Regions from separate parts of the Mus musculus genome. Here region 1 is linked to region 2. The links are chromatin contacts, called in public promoter capture Hi-C maps. All regions are on one chromosome and are shown on one strand. Each heading gives the region's core, a stretch centred on a gene start, on an enhancer-like site or on the middle of the called end of the contact. The rest is flanking DNA. Distances are from core to core; before and after follow the strand shown.

Region 1 (6,450 bases), core at 1,352-3,851, 210 kb before region 2:
GCGGGCTTCCGGGTGGCTAACCACAAGCAAGTTCCCACTGTAGCTAAGAGGAAAGCTAGAGAGCTCCAGCTCCTTGCCCAAGATGGACAGCTTCACGTGAGGGAGGGGAAGGAGCCAGAACCGTCCACTCCACACGCACGTTCATTTGGGAGACGTGGTGTTTGGGACCCTCATGAGGGTCACAGCCCATTTCAAAGATCTGGCTGAGAGTGGTAGCTCACATAATCCCTGCATGTGTGAGGCAGAGGCAGGCAGGTCTTTCTGAGTTTGAGGTTAACCTAGTCTCCACAGTGAGTTCCAGGGAAGGCAAACCTAATGTAAAGAGAGCCTTTCTGAGGAAAAAGAAAAAGGAAGGCTGCTTTGGCAATGAACAGGGCACTCTGCCCCACACAGGAAGCTTAGACATGAGAAATAGGAAGCTACAGGTCATGTAAGTGAATGGAGGAAAACCAGGGCTACGGTAGTTACACACAGTGTGCACCCCGCAATCTGGCCTTCTTCCTGAACAGCAGTCATGGCATGCTTTCTAATGAAAAGTGACCCTGAACTCCTTTCCAAAGTATTTGAATGCTTTTATTTTTTTTAAAAAGACTTATTTATTTATCTTATCTATATAAGTACACTATAACTGTCTTCAGCCACACCAGAAGAGGGCATTAGATCCCATTACAGGTGGTTGTGAGCCACCATGTGGTTGCTGGGAATTGAACTCAGGACCTCTGGTGAAGCAGTCAGTGCTCTTGACCACTGAGCCATCTCTCCAGCCCTGAATACTTTTAAATATCCAGTTTTATGCATTTATACATACAATGTATCTTTTGACTTTCATTTCGGCTGGTGATTTCCATGCCCCAGTCTCCCTTGTCATTTTCTTTCCCCCTTGTTGGAAGCCTTCTTAACAAGTCCCCTTCCTCCTTTTCCGTCTTCTCAGTATCCCTCTGAGTTTAACTAGTTTCTATTTAAATGTTTTGTTTGGTTTTGGTGTTTTTAAATTTTTACTTTTATGTGTATCAGTGTATGATCTACATGCATGTCTATGTGACAGTGTCAAATTTTGGAGTTACAGTTGTGAGCTGCCATGTGGGTGCTGGATTTGAACCCCTGTTGTCTAGGAAGAGCAGTTCGTGCCCCTAACCACTAAGCTATTTCTTAGTTCTAGCTTCTTGACCCAGCTGGAACAAGGACAATTTAATCACTGAATAAAGGACACCCCCTTCCCTAAAGGTCTACCCACTGCAATAAGAAGCTTCTTTGGCCAGGTATGGTGGGTGGCGCACGCCTTTAACCCCAGCACTTGGGAGGCAGAGGCACGTGGATTTCTGAGTTTGAGGCCAGCCTGGTCTACAGAGTGAGTTCCAGGACAGCCAGGGCTACACAGAGAAACCCTGTCTCAAAAAACAAAAACAAAACAAAACAAAACAAAAGATTCTCTGAAGAAGGATGGACACAACCCTTGACTGTGGAGATATATTATATATATTTAGTTGTGTGCCAGAAGAGGGCATCAGGTCCCATTAAAAATGGTTGTGAGCCACCGTATGGTTGCTGGGAATTGAACTGAGGACTTCTGGAAGAGCAGCCAGGGCTCTTAACTATTGAGCTGCCTCTTCAGCTTCCAGGGTCTTACTCTATAACACAGGTTGGCCTCAATCCTTCTGCTTCAACCTCTGTCCAGATGGTATATTCTTCCCAGATGGTATACTTTTGTTGTTGTTGTTGTTGTTTTTTGTTTGTTTGTTTTTTGAGACAGGGTTTCTCTGTGTAGCCCTGGCTGTCCTGGAATTCACTTTGTAGACCAGGCTGGCCTCGAACTCAGAAATCTGCCTGCCTCTGCCTCCCAAGTGCTGGGATTAAAGGCGTGCACCACCATGCCCAGTTTACTTTTTTTTTCAGATTTATTTATTTATTATATGTAAGTACACTGTAGCTGTCTTCAGACACACCAGAAGAAGGAGTCAGATCTTGTTACGGATGGTTGTGAGCCACCTTGTGGTTGCTGGGATTTGAACTCAGGACCTTCAGAAGTGCAGTCGTGCTCTGACCTGCTGAGCCATCTCACCAGCCCCCAGATGGTATATTCTTATCTGTACCATTCTCAGTGTTAAGCCAAATTGTACCATAGTCTCTCTTTAGACTCCACTTTCTAAGATTTTTTTCAGCCAGCTAAACAAAACAAATAAACAAACAAAACCTACTGACTGTTGTGGGTATCCCTGCCTTGTCCCAATGTGCTTTCCTGAAGAGGTCCTGGGGAAAGACCTTTCCCACACTTCCACCAGGGGCTGAGCCTGGCAGATAGACCTCCACCTACTTACTATTCTTACTGTCCTCCAAGACATGGCTGTTCTGTCCAAAGCAGGGTCAGCCTCTCTCATTGAATCTACAAAGAGCCTGGAAGACTGAATCTGAGAGAGTGATCAGTGAAGGGCAGTGAAGAGAAGCTGGGGGGTGGGGGGGGAACAGGAGGGAAGGATTTGCAATTGAGTGCTACAAACTAGTGACACCCTAGTGACGTCTGGAGCCCTTAAGCCACACCCTGCCTGGGCTCTGCCCCGCCTCTGCCCGAAGTACTATAAAAGCACTGGCACCCTCCTTTTCACTGAGATAAAACCCGTCCCGGCGGCTCCGGTACCAGGTATGTGGGACTCTTGGGCCACTCGGGGAGGGAGGTGAGCTAGTGCCACAGGGGAAATTCTTGTCCCCTCTACAGAGTAGTGAGTGATCAGTGAAGGGCAGTGAAGAGAAGCTCGGGGGAAACAGGAGGGCAGACGTCCCGGCAGGATTTGCAATTGGGTCTGCAGGGATTGGGATCTGAGTAAGGGTCGGGTGTAGTTTGAGGACTGCACTGGTAGGCATGGAGACAGTGGAGACAGCGGGAAGCCAGCAGCTACCGGGCGCTGTTTAGACTGTTTAGGTTTCATTTTCCTGAGATGCAGTTTCGTTTTACTCGTCTGGGCCCGCCCCTTTTGTGTCTTCGCAGGGTCCAGCCTGTGACAGCCCATCCAGGCTCGGACGCTGGATTAACACCTGTGACATCACGTGTGCGCTCCCGCTACATCTGTAGTCACATCTACAGCCACCTTGGCAGAGGAATCTACACTGAGTTCTGAACCTAGGTGACCACAAGTTCTCAAACCTCATCTGTGACCCTCAACACCCTAATACCTGGGTCACACTTGTGAAACTGAAATTCCTACCTGTTACCAACACTTGTAACGTTTAAAACACATTTGTGAAACTTGGTCACACTATCTGTGGCTACAACCTAAAACCATAGAGGCACCCAAGGGGCCTTATTTGCAATAGCTGACTGCTCCAGTGACTACAAGGCATCACAGAGTAGTAGCATCTACTTTGATTCTCCCAGACTGCCTGTGTAGACGGAGCAATGGCTGAAGTGAGGTGAGAACATGTCTACCCTGGTTGTATTGGGTCCTGTGTCCCTTACATTAGCCCTAACCCCAGCGTGGCTGCTCTGCCTGCAGGGGGGTCCAGCGAGTGCTGTTTGGAGACTGGCTATTGGGGGAGGTCAGCAGCGGCCAGTACGAGGGGCTGCAGTGGCTGAACGAGGCTCGCACAGTCTTCCGCGTACCCTGGAAGCATTTCGGTCGTAGGGATCTGGATGAAGAAGATGCACAGATCTTCAAGGTGGTACCCAGTCCTGCCCTCTTTATAATCTGCCAGAACTCCTGGGGGAATCCAGCCTCAACCCATGCTCTCTCCTCTCCTTCAGGCCTGGGCTGTGGCCCGAGGGAGGTGGCCACCTAGTGGAGTTAACCTGCCACCCCCAGAGGCTGAGGCTGCTGAGCGAAGAGAGCGAAGAGGCTGGAAGACCAACTTCCGCTGTGCACTCCACAGCACAGGGCGTTTTATCTTGCGCCAAGACAATTCAGGGGATCCAGTTGATCCGCATAAGGTGTACGAACTTAGCCGGGAGCTTGGATCTACTGGTGAGCAGTGCCACAAACAGGGATGGGCCAGGGAGGTACATGGCCTCTGTCATTTTGGTGGTTTCAATGGTTTGATTTGTGGTTTTTGAAACTAGTTGTAGATTCAGTTCCTCTCCTTCCAAAGTGTGTGTGTGTCGGGGTGGAGGGGGAGTGCACACTTCCTGCTAAGTCAGAGCCTTGGGCTGAGTGAGGTACCTGGTGGTTTGGGAACAGAGGGTATGAGAAATAGAGAACTTTTGGAACTGCTTGGGCATCGTAACCAAATCTCCCCTCCCCACTCCTCTCCCTCAGTGGGCCCAGCCACGGAAAATAGGGAAGAAGTGAGCCTCAGCAATGCTCTGCCCACACAGGTACATCTGGTCCATCCTTCCTAGGTGTGGGGGATCGGCAGGTGCCTACCACTATGCTGTCTATTACAGGGTGTGTCCCCAGGATCATTTCTGGCAAGAGAAAATGCTGGGCTCCAAACCCCAAGCCCTCTGCTTTCTAGTGATGCCGGGGACCTCTTGCTTCAGGTTCTGCAGTACAGCCACATACTGGAATCCGAGTCTGGGGCAGACCCCGTCCCACCACAGGCTCCTGGTGAGAGGCAGTTACTGTTACAGAGCTGGGGCTAAGCTAGAGAACACCCATCTGCCCAAGGCTGTATGAGAGGGAGGACAACAGAGTCCTTGCTGGGAGGAGGAAAGATAAGGATGTTAAAATGACAGGGGTGGGAAGCTGGGCTAAGATGGACAGGCAGCTCCAATTTGCCCTCAGGCCAGGAGCAAGACCGTGTTTACGAGGAACCCTATGCAGCATGGCAGGTGGAAGCTGTCCCCAGTCCCAGGCCTCAACAGCCAGCTCTCACCGGTGAGGATCTAGAGCGGAGGCGCTAGCACAGCTTTTCCTAGCCTCCCGGGCAGAATTCTGCCCTACTGCTCCTTCACACCTGCATCTCAGTAGGAGGTGAATGGGTCCTTGGCAGGGGGCATGGGACAAAATGCTCCACCCAAACCTACCACTCACAGCATGGTCTATACACAGAGCGCAGCCTTGGGTTCCTGGATGTGACCATCATGTACAAGGGCCGCACAGTGCTACAGGCAGTGGTGGGGCACCCCAGATGCGTGTTCCTGTACAGCCCCATGGCCCCAGCAGTAAGAACTTCAGAGCCCCAGCCGGTGATCTTTCCCAGTCCTGCTGAGCTCCCAGATCAGAAGCAGCTGCACTACACAGAGACGCTTCTCCAGCATGTGTCTCCCGGCCTTCAGCTGGAGCTTCGAGGACCGTCACTGTGGGCCCTGCGTATGGGCAAGTGCAAGGTGTACTGGGAGGTAGGCAGCCCTATGGGCACTACCGGCCCCTCCACCCCACCCCAGCTGCTGGAGCGCAACCGCCACACCCCCATCTTCGACTTCAGCACTTTCTTCCGAGGTCAGTAAGGTGTCTGGCTGGGGTGCTGTCCTCTGGGGCCTGGAGCCTTTCTTAACCTGCTCACCAGAGCTATCTCCTTAACAGAACTGGAGGAGTTTCGGGCTCGGAGGCGGCAAGGGTCACCACACTACACCATCTACCTGGGTTTTGGGCAAGACTTGTCAGCAGGGAGGCCCAAGGAGAAGACCCTGATCCTGGTGAAGGTAGAGCCTGGGTGGGCCAAGGGAAGGTGTGGGCTGCTAGGTAAGAAAGAGTCTTAACACATGTCCTTTCCACAGCTGGAGCCATGGGTATGCAAGGCATACCTGGAGGGCGTGCAGCGTGAGGGTGTGTCCTCCCTGGACAGCAGCAGTCTCGGCTTGTGCTTGTCTAGCACCAACAGTCTCTACGAAGACATCGAACACTTCCTCATGGACCTGGGTCAGTGGCCTTGACTCAGAATCCCAACTCCCAATAAATAGTTCAAAATCAGTGGAGCCCTGGGTCAGGTCTGCTCCTTGCTGTATAGTGTCTCTAGTGGACCTTGTAGAGTCCCTTGAAAGAAGGTGACCCCCAGTCCCTACACACCAGGCCTCCTTTGCAGCACTCACTTTCATAATCAAGAACTGGCTAGGCTAGCACAGCTCTTACTGGACACAAACACTCTAAGACAGGAATCGGGAACACCCCGATGCCAGGTGTACTTGGGAAGGTGGGGCCTGTGTGTGCCTAAACCTCTGAGACCCACAGCACTATGTCCTGTCTCCTGACAGGAGCACAAAGCAGCTAGAGGAAGAGAACTGCTAAGCAGGGACGGTCCTGAGCGACTGCTGACAGCTGGCTTTGTGGCAGATACAGACGCTTCCACTGAGCCGTCAGGCTTTCCGAAACCAAAAACCGCTTCACCTTCTAAGCATCAGTCCATAGAAAAGTTTCTAAACATAAGCCATTTTTGATAAATTAGAACACAATGGAAACAGTGTATCTATAATATACATATAAAAAAGTCCAGTTTTCAATTATAAGCAAGACAGGTGCAGACAGGTACCATGAGACCCTCAGAGGCAGGAGTGCTGGCGGCCCCATTTCTTTCCCGCTGGGGATG
Region 2 (5,598 bases), core at 1,959-4,458:
CATGGTTTCCCTTTTGCACATCCAGTCTCACCACCTAAGCACTCTCCCACACAGATACCCTCAGCAGATCTGCCCAGACAGTTATGTAGCCACTGACTGGATGCACAACAGATGCATACCACTCAGTGACTACCCGGACCCTGTATCCAGGCTGGGATGCTGAAACTCACATACAACCCAGGGTCATATCTACCCATCCTAGAGGGTGGCTCCTTGTGACTAGGTTTTTCTCGGCCACTCCTTACCGCCTGCTCCTCTTCATGACTTTCACTCGAGTCCTCCGACCTCTGTGTGGACGATGGCACTCGGACTCCGCGGCTATCGGTCACACCGGTCAGCTTCTCCCCATCTGCAGACGCATATGAGGCGTGTTAGAGCTCAGACTCCTTAAGGCCATTATCTTTGTTGTTGGGGGTCAGCTGGAGGGGTGGGGCAAGAAGGACTGCTGAACACTTCCGCTTCCATCATTTGGGTGCCTTCTAGACCCTACCTTGGGTGGGCAATACAAAGCAAGAGTCTTTTACCAGCTTTCTCCAGTCCCTAATGAGAGCGAGGAGCAGGGCTATATATACTCAGGCTAGTGTGAAACTGTACACACTCACACCCATCTGGTGATCCTCTCAGAATGGCTTTGCCTTGGGAAGAATTGCAGATGGCCTAGCACCCTTGATGTCCTTCCCACGTGCTAGGGTGTTTGCCTCCTCTCTCTCCAGATCTATGTGAAGACATGTCCACCACAGTTCCTCCAGCTTGGAGTAGACTACTCCTATACCTTGTTTTGTCCCACTTCTTGGACCTTCTCCCTAAGTAGCATGCCCACTGCACTCCTGGGTGTCCACTCTTTGGGACTTGAGTCTCCAAAGGCAGGAGGTTTCATTCTATCCCAATCCTGTCCCTCTTGGTGCTCCCAATGAGACACTAGATCCAGGAATCCCTCCTTTTTCAAAGTCACACCTTGCATTCACATCTGTCCCTCCTTGCTGATCTCAGAAGCCAGGCTACTGGAAAGGTACAGCTGATACCAGATGAGCCTGAACTGTCTCTAGGTGAGGGGCTGCCTGTGTGGTCTCTTCCCTTGAAATTTTGGCGGTGCTCCACATTCTAGATCCTTCCTTGAGAAGCCAGGAAGTGAGCAAGCAAGACTCCTGGTCAACGTCCTGGAGCCTGGCCTGGATACCCACAGCCCATCAAGCTAAGTCCAGGCATTTTGAGTATACTGGGAACTTTCTGTAGTGGGCTCTCAGCTCAGGCTAAGCCTCAGCACAAAGGGACAGTTATCTGCCCCACCCTCACTTGGAGGTATCTATACGCACAGGCTGCTGGACACCCGCTGAACGTTGCCAGCTCTGAAGACTGACGACACTGTCAGGAAAGTCTCAGGCGCTTGCAGCTACCCAATTTCTCACATGCCTTGTGGTGCCTGGTGGGTCCCAGGTGGCCAGACAGGAGATGGCCTTCAGCCCAGAGAAGAGAGTGTGTGGCTGGGGCCCCATCTGTGCCGCCCAGGCTGCTTCTAGCAGTGCCATTGGGCAGGACTGATCTTCCAGGATCCAGAATAGATCCTACCCACCTAGGAGGAGTCAGAGCCAGCTGCCCTCGTGATCAATCTTCAACAGTGGGGTTCCCTGTCTTCATTCCTTCCTGGTTGGTCTCAGACAGAAACAAATTGCTCAGGAAGTCAGCTGAACCCACAAGGGCAGCTGGTGGGAGCTGGCTTTATTGGGTACTGGGTCAGCTCTGAGTCCAGACTTATCTCTTCGGGATAGAGCTGTGGCAGGATATCTTGAAGACGTCACAGCTAATAAGGTACATGGTTTGGGATGACCCATAGACTTTCTTGAGGGCTGGGATCTGTCTCAGATCCTTGGCCCAGGATCTGCTGGAAGATGTCTGGAAACAGTTGTCCAGGCATAAGAAGAGGCAGAGGGCCTCTGCAGGCAGGAGACAGGTGCAGGGCTGAAAAGGGAGTTCTGGATCCATCAGGTGGACTGGACCAGAACATAGTGAGCCAGTGTCACTGCTCTGAGACTTTGAGAGGAGAGATACTTGCTCCCCTCCTCAGCTCACCAGCTTCCCTCACAAAGATGGGGCTGAGCTCTACGTGGCTTGGTTAGGCTTCTCCAGGCTCATTCCCTGGTCTTTCTCTACCTAGCTGTCATTGATGTTCACCCTGCTCTGGAGAGTTTTCCCCCAAGGTGTGGGTCCAATGGCCACCAACTCCAGAGGTTCTCCCCGGATTCTTACCCACAGGCCTAAGTTGCTTTGTACATCCTCTGACCACTCTTAAACGTGCAAACTACAGCAAGCATTTACTCAAGTTAGCATTGGTCCCTAGCACACAGACATCTCAGTTCACTCACAGGTGTACCCAGGGTTTCCAGCTGCTCTGGCCACTCTAGGCAGCTGGATCCCTCAACACCACCCTTACCTCCCCACCTTCCAGAAGATGAGGAAACCGAGGCCCTGCTAAGTAGGCAATGGCCTGACAAGCCTCTTAGCTGAGGGCACCGGTTCCCCCAAGGGCCCACCGTTAACTCCATCACCACCGGATCTAAGCCAGATTCCAGGGTCGGAAAAGGTAGGGATGAGCCCCGAGGGTCCCTGGCGTTACTGCTGACGTCACTGGGCGTCCCGCCGAACAGAACCGCGACCCCTCCCCCAATATAGCTGAGCTGGGAGGAGCAGGACAGCAGGGGCTCTGGGCAGTCAGACCCCCAGGCCTTGGGAGGTCCGGGCCCTCTCGCTACGCGCCATCGCGTACCTCGCCCGTAGCCCAGCCGCTGGCGTAGCGCGCGGCCCGGGCGCACCAGGCTCCGGTGCACATACGTGAGCCACGCGGCGCAGGTGAGCAGCAGCAACAGCAGCAGCAGCTTCATCTGCTTGCGGACCTTCTTCACCGGGAACCACGGCATCGCGGCGCCACAATCAGGGGCGTCGCTGCGGCCCCCCGGCCCCGCCTGCCCCGCCCCACATCCCCCGGCCCACCCTGCTGCGCTTAGCGCCTGCAGCACCGCATGGTCCTTTGTCCGCTGCGGGGACTACGGGATTCGGCCACTACTCCCGGGCTGCTCAGGCCGCGGTCGGGGTGGGCGGCGGGAGCGGCTCCTTGAGGCGCTCCCCCGCCCGCCCCTCCCGGCTGCTCACGCTCCTCTGGACGCCGCGGGACCGAGCAGCATCCACGCTGCGGTGCTACCCAGCGTGAAACGGGACCGATGGTCGCGGTGCCCGAGCCAATCGGCCGCGGCCAGCCCGCGTACAACCAATCCGTGATGCTCGGAGGCGGGGTGGCGCGTTAGGGTGTGCCAATGATCCACACGACGCGCGCATTCACCTGGTGTTCGCCGGCCGCGCGCCCGGGGATGCGGGGGTTGTGGGGACCGAATCTGCGGTGAGGGACACCAGGGACGTCGGGGAGAGGGATGTAAGAGGTCGTTGTTACTGTGGAGGCCATGGCAGGGACGAGGGGTGCTGCGGGAATCCGGCTGCGTGTCTGGGAAAACGCTGGGAATAATGAGCACGCAGAGAAGGAGCTCAGCCTTCCTCTCAGTCGGACTAAAACGAGGCTGGGATGTTCTCGGCTAGCTGTAAGGAAGGACAGGTGGGTGGAGGGTGGTTCTATCCAGATAGCTTCAGTTGTGCACTCCATTCGCTTTCTAGCTGGTGCATCCCAGCCCTCCTGACTACCACCTCTCTCCCACCTTACCACCAGCCGCTTCTCTTTGAGGTTCCAGCCTAATGACCAGGGTACTTCAGTTGGTGTAGCAGAAGCTGCTGTGAGCCTGCAGAGCTCGTGGGTTAGGAATGGGGACTGGACATTTAAATAGTCTCCCTTCCTCCGTGATGCCATGGCCTTAAGTAGAAAGAAGCCATTGGAAGGAGATGGAATCTCTTAGAGACCTTCGCACCCTGGGTGGGTGTGCCCCAGTGGAGATGACTGGGCAACTTCCAGTGTCTGTTCTAAGGGGTGGCCTCCAGCTCAGTAGGCAAGGGAGCCTTCCCATACCACATGCACCACTGTGCTGTTTGCAAGGTGGCTTTGCTGGTTTTGTTTAGTTTGTGTTGTTTTGAGACAGTGTCTCACTGTGTAGCCTTAGTTGGCCTGGAGCTCTTAGACCGCTGCTTGCCTCTGCCTCCTGAGTGCTGGGATTCAAGGCATGTGTCACCACACCTGGCTTGCCTTTGTTTTTAACATTACCCCACCATCACTATGTATCCTTGGGACATAAAATCAAATTGGCCACATTTCTTTCTTTAAAAAAAAAACTTTTTAATTGTTTCTGTCGGGTTTTTTTGTTTTGTTTTGTTTTGTTTTAACTTTCTTCCAGGCATCAGCTGCTGTTCTCATCAGCTGGTTTCCTGTCCTGACTTTGTTTCTGATGCCTGCACTTGTTTATATCCTGAACATTGTCTCAGCACACACCAGCTTGTTGTAGCTACTTTTTCATCTTCCTAGTCATCCAGCTAAAAGACATCTTTACAACAGGAAGACTTGAGGGAGCAATAGAGAAGAACAAGAAGAAGAAAAGAGAGGGTCTCTGCTGTCTTATGTTTACTGGACAGAGGCAGAAAACAAATAATGTTTGTTGTTGTTCTGATTTGTTTTTGTTTTGTTTTGTTTTGGTTTGGTTTTGGTTTTTGAGGCAGGGTTTCTCTGTGTAGCCCTGGCGGTCCTGGAACTCACTCTGTAGACCAGGCTGGCCTTGAACTCAGAAATCCACCTGCCTCTGCCTCCCAAGTGCTGGGATTAAAGGCATGAGCCACCACTGCCCGACAAATAGCATTTTTTGTTTTGTTTTGTTTTGTTTTGTTTTGTTTTGTTTTGTTTAAGAAAGCAAATGTTGGGAAGCAAGCAAAGCGTTTGGGCAGAGAAGTGCACTAGCAGGGAAGAGTTCAGGGCCCTGTAGGCGACCCAAGCCCAAGACTCTCCTCTCTTCATCTAGAGTCGGTAAAGCAAGTAGGGTAAGGCAGAACAACTGAGGAGTCAGCAAACCGTGATCAGCTAGACAGCGGTTCCCCTTGCTAACACATCTGGCCGAGACCACATCTCACCCCAACCACAGAAGGAAATGTTTCAGTCTAACCAAGCAGACAGCACGACAACAGGATCTATTGATGAACGTATGCACTTCAAACAAACAAAAACCCAACTGTATTTGTCTTTTTTTTTTTTTTTTTTTACAGATTTTAATTCATTGTTTTATGTATATGGATGTCTTGTCTGCATGCGTGTCTGGTCTACCACCTGTGTGCCCAGTGCCTACAGAGGCCAGAAAATGGTGTTGCATCTCCTGGAACTGCTTTTAAACCGCCGTGCTGGTGCTGGGAACTCAACCTGAGTCATCTGCAGCGCTTTTAACTGCTGAGTCATCTCTTTGCCTCCTGCAACTATGTTTAACCAAAGCAGAGCCATGGTTAAACTCTCTAACCAAAACAGGCTGCATCTCCCGAGAAACCGGGTCAGAATTTCACATTCACCTTTGGAGGCTAGTCATTCTTGCAGCTGAGTCACACTCCTTGAACATGTTCAAGAGCTAAATGATGAGAACATAGAAACATTAGCCAATGCAATTCTGGGTTGTGTTAGATGGGAGGGAAGCA

What was found. Capture Hi-C pulls out chosen DNA fragments and counts their contacts.
Region 1: a contact with region 2 is called in a promoter capture Hi-C map of liver. The contact joins the promoter of Irf7 here to the promoter of B4galnt4 in region 2. A contact is called at or near these places in 2 of 115 datasets of contacts at active chromatin or transcription factors (effector CD8 T cells and embryonic stem cells) and 3 of 9 other capture datasets (adipose tissue, liver and pancreatic islet).

Annotation. Positions count from the first base shown.
Region 1 is chr7:141,262,575-141,269,024 of GRCm38.p6, reverse strand. Irf7 (interferon regulatory factor 7) reads left to right here and starts at 2,601. Exons shown (of 10, transcript NM_016850.3): 1 at 2,601-2,635; 2 at 2,981-3,402; 3 at 3,486-3,648; 4 at 3,734-3,950; 5 at 4,242-4,300; 6 at 4,370-4,532; 7 at 4,710-4,802; 8 at 4,977-5,366; 9 at 5,451-5,569; 10 at 5,645-5,842. The coding sequence starts at 3,389. The coding sequence ends at 5,800. Phrf1 (PHD and ring finger domains 1) reads right to left here. Exons shown (of 18, transcript NM_001081118.1): 18 at 6,274-6,450.
Region 2 is chr7:141,058,588-141,064,185 of GRCm38.p6, reverse strand. It overlaps B4galnt4 (beta-1,4-N-acetyl-galactosaminyl transferase 4), which reads right to left and starts at 3,208. Exons shown (of 20, transcript NM_177897.4): 1 at 2,762-3,208; 2 at 246-349. The coding sequence starts at 2,912. Gm39114 (a long non-coding RNA gene) reads left to right here and starts at 3,147. Exons shown (of 2, transcript XR_881000.2): 1 at 3,147-3,388; 2 at 5,182-5,598.